Regions from separate parts of the Gossypium hirsutum genome. Here region 2 is linked to region 1. The links are chromatin contacts, called in public Hi-C maps. All regions are on one chromosome and are shown on one strand. Each heading gives the region's core, a stretch centred on a gene start, on an enhancer-like site or on the middle of the called end of the contact. The rest is flanking DNA. Distances are from core to core; before and after follow the strand shown.

The links. Hi-C and Micro-C count contacts between places; a contact is called where the count stands out from the background.
Region 2: a Hi-C map of leaf shows a contact between it and region 1, with 2.3 times the contacts expected there. The contact joins the promoter of LOC107942131 here to the promoter of LOC107914915 in region 1. A contact is called at or near these places in 2 of 34 Hi-C or Micro-C datasets (callus and leaf).

Annotation. Positions count from the first base shown.
Region 1 is chrA08:82,684,749-82,691,663 of Gossypium_hirsutum_v2.1, reverse strand. LOC107914915 (transcription factor MYC2) reads right to left here and starts at 1,414. Exons shown (of 1, transcript XM_016843969.2): 1 at 1-1,414. The coding sequence starts at 1,219.
Region 2 is chrA08:83,325,816-83,332,365 of Gossypium_hirsutum_v2.1, reverse strand. LOC107942131 (NAC domain-containing protein 43) reads left to right here and starts at 4,383. Exons shown (of 3, transcript XM_016875777.2): 1 at 4,383-4,812; 2 at 4,909-5,180; 3 at 5,288-6,349. The coding sequence starts at 4,629. The coding sequence ends at 6,052.

The DNA of each region.
Region 1 (6,915 bases), core at 165-2,664:
AATTGATATCTGGACACTGAACTCGGATCATGGCTTCTGACCCTACAATCTTGACATCAACTTCCATTGTATTTGGTCCATAATCATAGGTCGGCCTTATACAGTTAAATGTGGATGCATTTCTTTGGTTATTCGAAACATTGATGGCATTCAACTTGGATTTTTGGGATTGAACTTTGAGTTTAACATCCAGTTTATCAATCTTAGATCTGAGCTCCTTGATGTAGGCTACTGCATCTGAAAGCAAAGATGCTTTGTCCATCTTGGACACGGTAGGAACCACAGATCGAAGTGCATAGAATCGATGATTAAGTTTCTCACGCCGCAGCCTCTCTGCTTCCACGTGGTTTGAAGGGGTTGTTTTTCCGGTCCCCGACTTTCTTCCTCTCTTCTTCGACCCAACGCTAAACTCCATCTCAGAATCAGCACCGGAGTCCGATGACGAGCGGCGTAATAAACCGCTAGTGTCCTTCTTGGCCTCAATTTGTTGCTTTCGGTCATCAAGAATCCACTCCTTTTGATCACTTGCAACCTTGCCGAAATCAAGAAAAGGGATTTGGGTTGACATTTGGAGCTGAGATCCAAGGCCAGGATGCTTGGAACCAAGACAGTTTATCTCAGAACCGAATATTGATTTTGCAAGTTGCACTAAGCCCCAATTCTCTTGGATCATTTCTGAAGATCCCAATTCAACTACTCCGAAGGAAGTCGAAAGGAAGACTATGGTCTGGATTCCTCGCATTCGAGCTTCTGTGACTCGCTCGCATTCATACAGTTGGAGCTCCTGATCTCCACACAACCAAATATAGGAGCCTGAGCCGAAAGCCTTCCCAACAATGTCATCTCCTATAGCAAAAGATCGGTTTACTGATACGGTGTAATACCACTCGTAGTCAGTGACATCGCCATCCACTATCCTCTCAATATCTATCTCTTCACAGAAAACGGATTGAATATCTTTCCCCGATCTTCTTCTCCCAAATCTGGGTTGGCTTAGCTTATTTCCGGATTTGCCTGCAAAACCCTTGGTCCCTTGGAAATATCCATCACCCCATGATAATACGAGGTGGCCTTGAGCATCCCTGGAAGCTTGCCAGAAGATGCAGTATACCCACCATTCAGGCCTGCTTTGAACGATGAACTGGAGGCGCTGTTGCAGCGTCGGCGGAGGGGCGTCTTGGCCGAAGCTAATCATCGAAGATGAAGAAGATGATGACATAATACTGCTGCTCCCTGATCCAACCCAATTTCTTTCTGATAAGGTTTTCCAAACTACTAAAAGCTAAAAAACCCAAAGAGGGATTCGGCGGCAGCAAGCTAAAATATACAAGGAAAAATTGAAGGGATCAGCAGCAAAAACAAAAGGGCAATGGTGTGGGGGCGTTCGGGGAAAACAAGAATTTCCTGGGCATTAAAAGGCCATCCGTGTGGGAACTGTTTTTTGGGCATGCTTGGCACCTTTATCACGTGAAAAATCCTAGTATAGGCTGAGCTCCAAAGTTGAAGATGTGATGTGATATTGATGTGCATCGTCTCTATTCGTTGCGAGGTTCAGGCTTCCTCTGGGGTCGCACCTTCCGCTTGTCATTTCCAAATTCGATTCACTACTTCTGGACATTTCAATCTTCAACTTGTCTTCTAGTACTTGTGTTATATTCACTTTTTATTTTCTAAGACTTTTCAAAATTTAAAATTAATATAGTTAAATTAATTTTATTAAATTTAAGTTTATTATAATATATATTTTTTAATTACATTGTACATTTTATTTCAAAATATCACATCAATTAAAAAGTTTAATAGTATTAACAAAGTAAACTTAACTTTTTAAAGTTAAAGAATAGAGGGACTAAATTTTAAAAATAAAAATACAGTTATTAAATTCAAAATTTGTAAAGAGTACAATAAACTTATAGCATATTTTAGATAAAAGTATTAATGAGGTCTCTATATTATGAGTCAAATTATATTTTACCACCTATACACAAAAAATAGGGATATTAGTTTTTTTACATTAAATGAAAGGGTAAACTAATCTTTTTATTCTACTATTAAAATCTGGTCGTTAAATATAAAGTACACTTCAAATGGATAAAAATTTTTAATAGAAAAGATCAAAAATTTTACTCATTTTTTAAAAAAGGCGTAAAAAACAATTTAATTTTTAACACAAAAATTTCATAATATTTTTTATTATATTTTTAAGTTAAAATCCTATTTTTAATTATATATGTAAATAAGTGATTTAACAACTCAATGTCCTAACTTGGATAAGAGTTTTGTGGCCAAGAAAACAATCTGAAAATCACAAGCTTTTAACTTATATTATCCACTCATTTCCCAATTCTCAATTATTTGACCCTAAATCTTAACTACTAACTGACTATCTGGCCTTTATAAAGAAATGTCAATTCGTCAATAAGAAAGTTCAAAATCCTTATCAAGGTGTAAATGTTTAGAGTTATTAATTTTACGATTTCCGTTTTCCCTTTTGTTTTTAATGAAAAAGAAAATATTGAATAAAATGTGTTTAGTTGAAAGTTTTAAAAATATTTTTAGAAAATAAAAACAAAAATATATGGAAATTAAAAATAATAAAAGATATTTTAATTGTTTTCATTAAAAATTATTTATAAAATTAAAAGAAATTGAAAGCAATGGTTTTCTAACGTTAATTAAGTACCAATTGAATTAATTTATTATTATTTGATATACTACAATACATGTAAAAAATAATTCTCCTATCAAACAGAATTGACATTGGTTCAATTTCGTATAAACACAAAAAAGTATTTTTTTTCAACAATTTTTAAATAATAAATTTGTGACCCTAATACAAATTCATATAAACGTAATATTTTTTTATTTTATTTCTCAAGTTTCTATTATAGTAAGATAGGTATCAAACATGCTTGCATTATTGAAAGAAATATTTTTATTTACTAATGTGTTTTCCAATTTTCAGAAAATAAAAAAAATGCTTTTAAAAAACAAAAAACGAAATAAAATAAAAATATATTTAGAAACCAAACTGAGTCTTAATTTCCAATTCATGTCCTAGATTTTTTTTCTTTTTGGGTAAAATGCAATATGAAGTTATTAATAAAAATTTGAGATTCCTTTTTGAAATAAAGACCACAAACGGTAATTCCATTTATCAAATCAAATAATATTTACATTTACAAGGTCACAAATAGAGGTGCTTATGGGCCGGGCCGGGCCGAGTTCGGGCAGGGCTTAACTAAAAATTTAGGCTCGCCCGAGCCCAAAAAATAGGTCTAAAATTTTACCCAAGCCTGACCCAAATAAAAATACTAAAACTTGGGCCCGGCCCGGCCTGTCCGTATTTATTTTTATATTATTTTATATAATTTTTAAATATATATAATACATCAAAAATACTAAAAAAATCAAAATAAATATTTTCCAACAAATTGAAAATAAATTTTAAAAAATATGTAGACTTATATATCACTAAGATAGATGCAACTTAACAAGCAAATACCTCTAAAATAATAAAAAAATTAACAAATGCCTTAAAAATAATAATAAAATTAATAATAAAAAAAGTTTTATACAATATCCAAATAATAACAACAAAATAGTAGCAACTAATAGTAATATGGTAGCAAAATAAGGAGAAAACAACAAGAAAATAACATTCAAAAACAAAAAAAAAATAGCAGCTTTTTTTTGTCATTTAGTGAATTCGGGCCGGGCCTGGCCTAGGCCAAAAATACCTTACCCGAGGCCCGACCCATCTTTTTAAACGGGCCTTTTTTTTCCAAGCCCATTTTTCGAGCCTATATTTTTGCCCAAACCCTCCCACATTTCGGGTGAGCCTTCGGGCCGGGCCGGGTAGCCCGACCCATGAACAGGTCTAGTCATAAAGATGTGAAGGTTATCAGAAAAAGAACTAAGCTCATGTAGCTAAGTATATCATTGACTTTATTAGCCAATCTACAAGCAAAAGAGTAATCTAAAGCATTAAAGTCTAAAAACATATAGTGAGCCTTCGTAACAAATTTTTCTAGCAAAGACATATTTATGTTACATGGGAAAACTAAGAAATTATAAAGTAAGAATTTGATTCAACATCAAGGCACAAGCCTTTGCTCAATTCGAGTCGAAACAATCAACGGCTTTCATTGCAACTCCATCCAAAACCAAACCATCCTCATCTAGCACTATAGATCCAAGCCCCTTTATGTGTCACGAGTCGCGAATTAAAGCTCGTGACAAATGCACATAAAACGTCCCATGGTGGTCAGCTGAATAAATGTAGTTCATTTGGCCCACTTGAACCGGCCTAGTTTGTAGAACATGTGGAAAAGCCTATCTACTTGAAGTCTTGGTGGCCCAGTGGAACATTCCAATAAAACTAGAGTTGCCATGGTAAATATTGTAAATCCTAAGAGATAAGATTGTATAAATTTTAAATCCTTTTGGACTCTCATATTATAAATAGGCTTTGATCTCGACCATCGATGTAATTTAAACTATACCGTTAGATCTAAGGGAGTTCAATTTTAAATAGAGGCCTTCCCCCTCATTTGTAATCACCCCATTTAGTTGTAATTCTTCAAAGTAATAGAAACATTTTGAGAGCAGTTACTTGAACACTTGGTGTGATTAGTTTTCTTGTAGCTTTCTATTTGGTTTTTGCTTTTTGCTTGAGAGTTTGCTTTTGCTTTATTTTTGGCGCCTTTGAGAATTTCCATTCAGAATTATTATATTTCGAGAGTTAGGCTGACTTAGGTGGATTTGAAGCTAAGTTTCTATCTAAGGCTACAGGGTTTGCAAGACTTAAGTTCTAGCCCCATGATAGTTATGTATGTACTAGCACCCCATGTAACATTGACATTAATTTTCACACGACCTAAGCTTGGGTAGAATATCGTTGAGTTTGCAGTTGTCTTGGAAAGATTGTTTGATGAATCAAATTATGGACACAAAATTCTTCATATAACACCTCTAACCCGTATCCATCGCCGGATTAAGGTTACGAGGCATTACTGATCATATCACAGTTCATACTAATATGCATTACATTTTAGTTATATCAACAACTTCGTTAATGGAATATTAACCTAATTTTTTTATAGAAATTTTGCACACGTATAGGTTGTACGACATATGAAACTAACTTCCATATTATATTTGTCAATCATTCATGCAACATTACCATGTTGGTAAATGCGAATTTCATATCTCATACATTAATATAATTTATATGCATCCATTCGAAAATATGTAAATTTAAATAAAGGTATCTAAGCATATTCGAATTAAGCTTTATAGCAAGTCATGTTTACAGTTTAATAAACCACCAACATATAAAAGATGCAACATGTTCATCGAGCTCAAGTACATTACAACATTTTAACTTAAACCATTTTTGGACATAAATAATAACTCCTGCACAAGCTCATAGTAAAACCATTTTAAGACTTATTACATAATTTAACAAGCAATCACATATGCAACTTAATACAATATAACATGACCGAACATGCTATTAATGCATATATATACATAATGCGCAACTTACCCTAAAATAAAGATCACACTTAGCATTGATTACATACCCAAACAATTAACCAAAATTATCATGAAACACATGCAATACTTACCGCTTAACAATAGAACCAATCAAGCTAGTATACATTCATCCATCACTTTAATTATATCACATTTCATATTTCCATCATGAGCTAACTGATATACCAAATAAATATTATGCTATTATTCTTTCATAGCCGAATCTTATTACCTAAAACCCCTTACATATCCAAAGCTTCCATTATCAATTTACAAACATTTTAACAAGAGCATATAAGACCAAAATTTAAACATAATATGCAAACCATTTTCAAAGCATAAAACACCTATCACGAACATCATCCATTCATAGTACTTAACACTTTAACTAAAACGAATTCAAACCACAACCAAGCATAACCGAATTCAAACATAGAAATTAAGTCATTTTCGCATGGCTCAAATTATACATAAACCAAAATACAACATTTCAAAAGTATGTTCCAGCCTATACATGCCATAATTTGAGTTCAACTATTAAGTACCGAAACAGTGGATAGTGTGATGAACTTTGCTGACAATCCCCGAGCTTGTAATTTGAATCTAAAATCTATAAAACAGAGTAAACATGAACACACAGAGTAAGCTATCATAGCTTAGTAAGTCATAAGCAAATAAACAACTCAAAGATATAGTCTACTCATTTTAACTAACTGGTTTACATTACCGTACCATGCTTAATCTCAAACTTACAAATTCTATAAATAATACATTTCATTGACAATTTCTCACCTTGGCCGAATATTCACATAATCAATTTAACATATTATTAATCAACTTCCAAAGCCAAATAATCATAATAAAACCTAGTCCACATACACTCAAATATATATAGCTCATGTATCAAATTATAGCTGCATATATATATATTAATTAGGTGGCCAAATATACCTAAACATATATGCACATATTAAAAATTATTTCAATGATCCACAAGTTACTCATTCTCAAAGCCGAATACACATACCACATACACATATATTTTCATTTGCATTGTACATGATCTGTAACAAATAAACAAGTTACTTACTTACCTTATCCCAAGTAGGTAACAAGTTAATTCATACCTGGCCATTTAGTTCATTTTACACATTTGAACACCACTTATCTTTGCCCGATGAACCATTTGGAATTGGATAGGACACTCGGATAATCACACATATCATACAATGCCAACGTCCTAGACGTGGTCTTACATGTAGTCACATATCCATGCCACTGTCCCAAACAGGGTCTTATTCACACACATATATCGGAGTCATATACCGATGCCATGGTCTTACTCGCACACATATATCGGAATCCTATGTCATG
Region 2 (6,550 bases), core at 3,134-5,633, 640 kb before region 1:
ACAAACAGAACACAGAATTTTAAATTTTACAACTTTTACAGAATTCCCGAAAATTGGGGCGTTACACGGTTGAAGTGTGATACCAATTTAATAAGCCTTTTAAATATAGTATAAATATATAAGTTAAAAAAAATTTATGAGAGATATAATATATATATTCTATTTATTAACAAGTGGTTGGAAGAAGTAGAAGTCCTCATATATTTGGACCAACTACCAATCCTCAAGTTGACATTATTAGGAAAACTTTATTTAAATATCGCCCCCGGTTCGAACAGGACTCAGCTCAGTAAAAGGGATGAGAACACATGTAGTTTTGTACCATTTAATTTTAATTATAAAATACATTTAAAATATAAAAAAAAATTTTATTTCTACCTTCGGCTTAATTTCATAACAAATAACATAGTTTGAAAATATTTAAATTTTAATATTATTAATATATAATTTAAGATAATCAATTAAAAAGTTTAAAATTTAAACATCATATATGCAAATTTTATATTAATTAAAGTTGAACGTTAAGAATGTTATAGTGTAATTAAAATATTTAAAATCAGTATAAACTTATAAAAAAAACATACATGAATAAAATTAAAATGCAAAGTTTTAATATTTGATTTGTTTTTCTTTCATGAATAATAATTAATGTAAAGGTGACATTAAAAGTAATACTAAATTTGCGACATTAAATTACGAAATCTATAAAATAAAAAAATTGAAGGGCATAATATTCAAAAATATAAATTTAGTAATAATTAATAAAAAGTCTTGCACGAAAGTATGGCCTTGGAGTTCAAGAAAGAAAATAAATAAAACTTAATAGTGTATAAAACGGTTGGCATTTCTATTGCTTAGTCCGGAGGAAGACTATGGATATAAATAGGGTAAATTTGTTGAATTGTAATAGAAATTTGTGGAGATTGGTTCACGAATATTATAACAAGTTGGTGGTGATACAACTCTATGTTTTTCAATTTACTTCTATTGGTTTAAGCTGTACAAATTTTCTACATTTATGGAAGATTTTCAGTTATTAGAAAAATATGATTTATGTTGTAAGTGGTAAATGATGGGCTAATAATATGCAATTCATACATAGATGATTGCCTTCAATTTATGTCATCAACCTAATATATAAAGGTTCTTTTTGGGTATCACATGAGCAACAAAACTAATTAAATTTATAAAATTTTATTGAGAGCGTGACTAGTAGGAGCATAGGGATAAATGAATTATTTTAATAGAAAAACCGCTACAGCAATTATGGATGATTAAAATTATAAAGAGATTTGAATATAAAATAATAGTGCAAAGGAAATCAAAGGTTCTTGACCAAATGTAGTAGGTCACGTAAATTCCTCTAAAATAAATTATATTGAAATCATAAAATATTTAAAACTTATTTTTTCAAAATAAAGATAACAAAACTAAAATCCAAAATCAATATGAAAATTTAAAAAATTAAATAGATTAAAAATATTATAAATAGTAGAAAAAATAAAATAATATCAATTCAACTTATTCAACGAAACTTAACCCTGCCCTACCTATCAAAAGACCTATAAATATGTCATTTGCTATAAATATGCTACCAGCTAAGGTCTTTTTATTTACTTTAATAAATAATTGCCACTAAAAATAACAACTATTTATTTTTAAATATAATTATTTTTAATAAATAATAATATAAAAAACCCTTCTTTTTTTACATAAATGTCACATATCAACTCAATTAAGAAGTTATAAAAAAAAATCATTTCTTTGATAAAGTAGTACTAACAAGCATTAAGATGAAATCATGAAATTTGGGAAATGATAGTTACGGGGTTACCCCTGGACTTCATGCATACTTAAGAAGCGAAAATTCGTTTCTAAAAATAATTACCAATAAATATGTCATAAAACAGTTCTGGATTACAAAGATTTAGGAAAAAGAAAAAGAAAATCCAATGCCATGAAATCATCAAATTTGTAAAATGTGAAGTATATTATTATTATTATTAACAAAAATTAAAAAAATTAATTTACAAAATTTAGCATCCAATTGAGTCTTTAAAAGATGAAAAATTAATCAATAAATCTCCTTCCTTAATGTTGATCATGTTTAATTGTTAAGTTTCATTGATGTGACTAATAGACCAATTAAACAACAGCACATGACAACCAATTACATCAAAACCTTTTTAAAAAATAATAAAAATATCCTAAAAATAAATATTTTTTAGAAAATAATTCTTAAAGAAATCACAAAATAAAAATAAAAATATGGGAAATTATTAATAATTATAAGAAGTTATAAAAACTTATCAAATTTACTAAAAACTAATAAAAATCACATTTGGAATGAGCTTGGATAAATGGTTGTTCAAATTCTTTTAAATATATTTCCATTTTAAAAATAAATTTAATAATTTTTAAATAATTCTTTCATAATAATTTTTTTAATTTTTACAAATTATTTAAAAATCACAACTAGAATGAACTTGGACAAACTATTGTCCAGATTCATCCTAAATGTGTTTTTTTATATTTACTTTTAGGATTTTTTTTGCTGATGTCATTATGATATACACTGATTGTCTCGTATCGTTGTCCAATTAGTCTACCAACTACGTTAGCGAAATTTAACGGTCAAACATGATATATCAACGTTAACGGAGGGACTTCATTAATTAATTTTTCATCCTTTAAGAACTTCATTGAATTCTAAATTTTATTAAAGGCTTAATTAATTTTTAGTGAAGCTTTGCTTACTAATAAACCTTCAGTAAATGATAAGATACGAATACAAACTCGTAAAACCTTTAAGAAAATACAAACTCATATGGTATGTTTTAAGGTAAGGAGAACTTGTGAACCTTGTTCCTTTAACAGGTATATTAATACAAAAATGATAAAAAAATGCCTCTTTTTCTTTTTGCTGATACTCAAAACAACCGTCTCACCCAAATATAGCTGCCTTAATTATTTAGGTATACTATATGACCCAAAAGTCCTGGAAATCTTTATAATTCCTTCTCACTGTTGAGTGAATGATTACATATAGAGAGAGAGAGGGGGGGATTACATGGCATCACTGCATTTAATTTTTTTTTTTGATGTAATTAAGAATTTCACCCTTCTAGAAATTTTAATTTTCTACCCTATAAAAACTTAAAGATTATTAACCTAAAAATTAGCAATTCATTGTTAAAAGAGAAATGAAATTCACTTTTTTTATTTGTGTTGTCCTACTGTCGTTACTTGTCTTGTCATCTCACGTTTATAGCAAACATAATGTCTACTTTTTGTTAATTGGAAGAGTGTTGTGGCCCAAAAGAAAAAAAGGTGCTCTAAATCAAACATAGAACATGAGATTAATTGAGGGAGTTGATGAATTAGATTCCCCTATACGGAGCAACTCTCATGTGGGTTGTGGTCAAATTTTACGTCTTCATAATGATGGCTATTCTCTTTCATTATTATTAGATTAATTCATAACCTGTGTGGTTATACTTTTTGAGACTAATCAAATTAAAGATTAAGCGGTTGCCATGTAAAATCAAAGAAAGCAAAAGGCACGGGGCAGAAAAACATGCATTTTTATAACACATTTCTCCTCTCCCTCCTATCTTCCACGTGTAGGTTTTTGGGCCATTTCACTTACCTAAATAGTATCCAACACGTGGCCTTTCTGTTTTTATGCAATATTGTGACACTGTATATACCTAAGTTTATAAACATTCATTCTCTACCCTCTCTTTTATTTTTATTTTTTTTGTATAAATTAAACCCATCTATCCTTATATCACATGTGTTTATCAAAAAAATTTATACCATAATAATACGTATATCAAAAAAATGATCTCAAGTAAAAAGAATAAAATATCTGACAGTCGAAGGTGTAAAACCCAGCCCACAGTGTAAGGTAGCTAAGTCGCCACAAAGGGCATCATGTCTTTCTTGGTTTAGGGGACCATGAAAGCTCAGTGGCTCCGACCCCATCATCCCTCTTTTCTTGTCGTTGAGGTGGTTTTTAGGAGTTTCTATATATTTCATTTGTTTCAATGAAATTGATTATAATTAAAATTTTTAATTAGATGACATGATGAAATTAATTAACAATGTTTAAAATTATACATTATGAATATTTTATTTTATTTATTCTTGAGAAAAAATGGAGGTGGTTTTAGAGGTGGCTTTCAGATGGATATTAAGGTCGAAGGTCATAGTTGGGATGTGGGCGTGCCCCCCGCTCTCACACTTCTAACCCATATATTTTGGGGCGTAGGGCCCATGGTTCCTTTTTTTTCCACCAATATTACGGGACCTACTTTCCCTATATATATTCACCCATTACTTTCCTCCCCTTCTATAATGTCTAGTTTTTAGGTGGTTGGGTCTTTTCAAGGGCATAGACCCCATGCCCAAAGTACACCAATGGCCATCATACCAAAACTTTTCCATGCATCTTTCAACCATTCCATGCCCTAACCATTATAAATTATCATCGCTGCATCACCCTCTCCATCTCTACGCATTCCTCTCTTTCTCTTTCTTTTTATCTTTCTGTTATTCCCTCCCCGTTTGCCCGTCTCTTTCATTTTCTTTCACACTTGAAGACGAGAAGAGAAGATCATCGGGTAATGTCAGAAGAAATGAATCTATCAATAAATGGTCAGTCTCAGGTCCCTCCTGGTTTTAGATTTCATCCCACAGAGGAGGAGCTTCTTCACTATTACCTCAGAAAGAAAGTAGCTTATGAAAAGATAGACTTGGATGTTATTCGGGAAGTTGATCTTAACAAGCTTGAGCCCTGGGATATACAAGGTAGCTACTGACAAATTGCCGTTATTAAACACTGCATCTTTTTCTTCTTTATTTTTTTTAAATGAAATCCTGATGGGGTTTGTTGATGATATGCAGAGAAGTGCAGAATAGGATCCACCCCACAAAATGATTGGTACTTCTTCAGCCACAAGGACAAGAAATACCCCACGGGGACCAGAACGAATCGGGCAACAGCTGCCGGATTCTGGAAAGCTACTGGACGTGACAAGATCATTTATAGTAGCTTTAGAAGAATTGGGTTGAGGAAGACATTGGTTTTTTATAAAGGAAGAGCTCCACATGGTCAAAAATCTGATTGGATTATGCACGAGTACAGGCTTGACGATACCAACACCCTTGACTCTAATGTAAGCATTACTTTACAATATCTTTGTATGTATATAATATAACAAAAAATATCCTCTTGTACGTATCTTTTTTGGTTATATTAAAATATTAAATGGGTGCGCTACAGGCACCCAATCCCATTGGCGATTCTATGGCTGAAGAAGGCTGGGTGGTTTGCCGTGTATTTAGAAAGAAGAATTATCAGAAAACCCTAGAGAGTCCCAAAAGCTCCTCCTCCACTTCCCTTGATTCCAAGACGCAGATGCTTTGCTCAGGCAACGACGGGGTTTTAGATCAATTTTTTCTTTATATGGGAAGGACTTGCAAGATGGAGAACGATTCATTGAATATTCCCAACGCCAACACCAACAATCATCTAAGAATGCTAGTTGCGAACAACGCAGGAGGAATCAGCGATGGGTTACATGAAAGTTTTATGCACCTCCAGAGGCTGGAAAGCCAATCTCTCCCAGCCCTTCCCATCTATACCGCACACTTTGATCAGCATCGAAGCTTCAAGCCATGTTCCCAGTCCATAGACGATATGCTGACTGAAATTGAACCCTCTGCTGCTGCTGCTGGTTTTGACAATACTAATAATGAGTCCAAAAATGGCGTTAATGACTGGGTCACTCTGGACCGCCTTGTAGCATCCCAGCTAAATGGTCAAGTAGAGACAAGCAAGCAACTATCATGTTTTACTGACCCTAATGCGGTTTTCGGTCTTTGTCACGATGATGATGAAGATGATGATGATATTCAATTATCGCACATAAATATGCACAGATCAAATCAAAACCCCCAGGTCTACAGCAACGAGAATGATCTATGGAGCTTGACTAAGTCATCGTCACCGTCGTCATCAGATCCCTTGTGCCACCTGTCGGTATAACAGAGGTAAATACATGTCAAGGTCATACAAACAAGCCTGCTCATTTCCTCAAGTATTCTTAATTAGGTATACGTGGACATACATATTATACACATGTATTTTGCATAAATAAGGTTGAAATATGAGAGAGATGAGATGGCATCAACCCATTACACTTTTACTTAATAACGGTGTCGTTTAATCACCACTCATCTTCTCTGGAAGGGTTATTATAGGGATTAGAGTCTGGTTAATGTGCTCTTTTTTTAATTTTCCTACTTGTAATCATTTCCAAAGTGGATTGTGATCTTACCCTAATTCGTTAACTATCTTGAAAAAATGCTTGACAAAAGTTTAATCATAGCTTATTGCTGACTTTAAGAGTCTCACCCAAAAACAAATGATTATATCCACTTGGTTGCAGTACATTGGAAATATGGAATCATTAATTTGCAAATGAAAAATTAACCTAAACTATTCAATCTGTTATGCTCAAGATTGGGACTTTTAAGATACCGT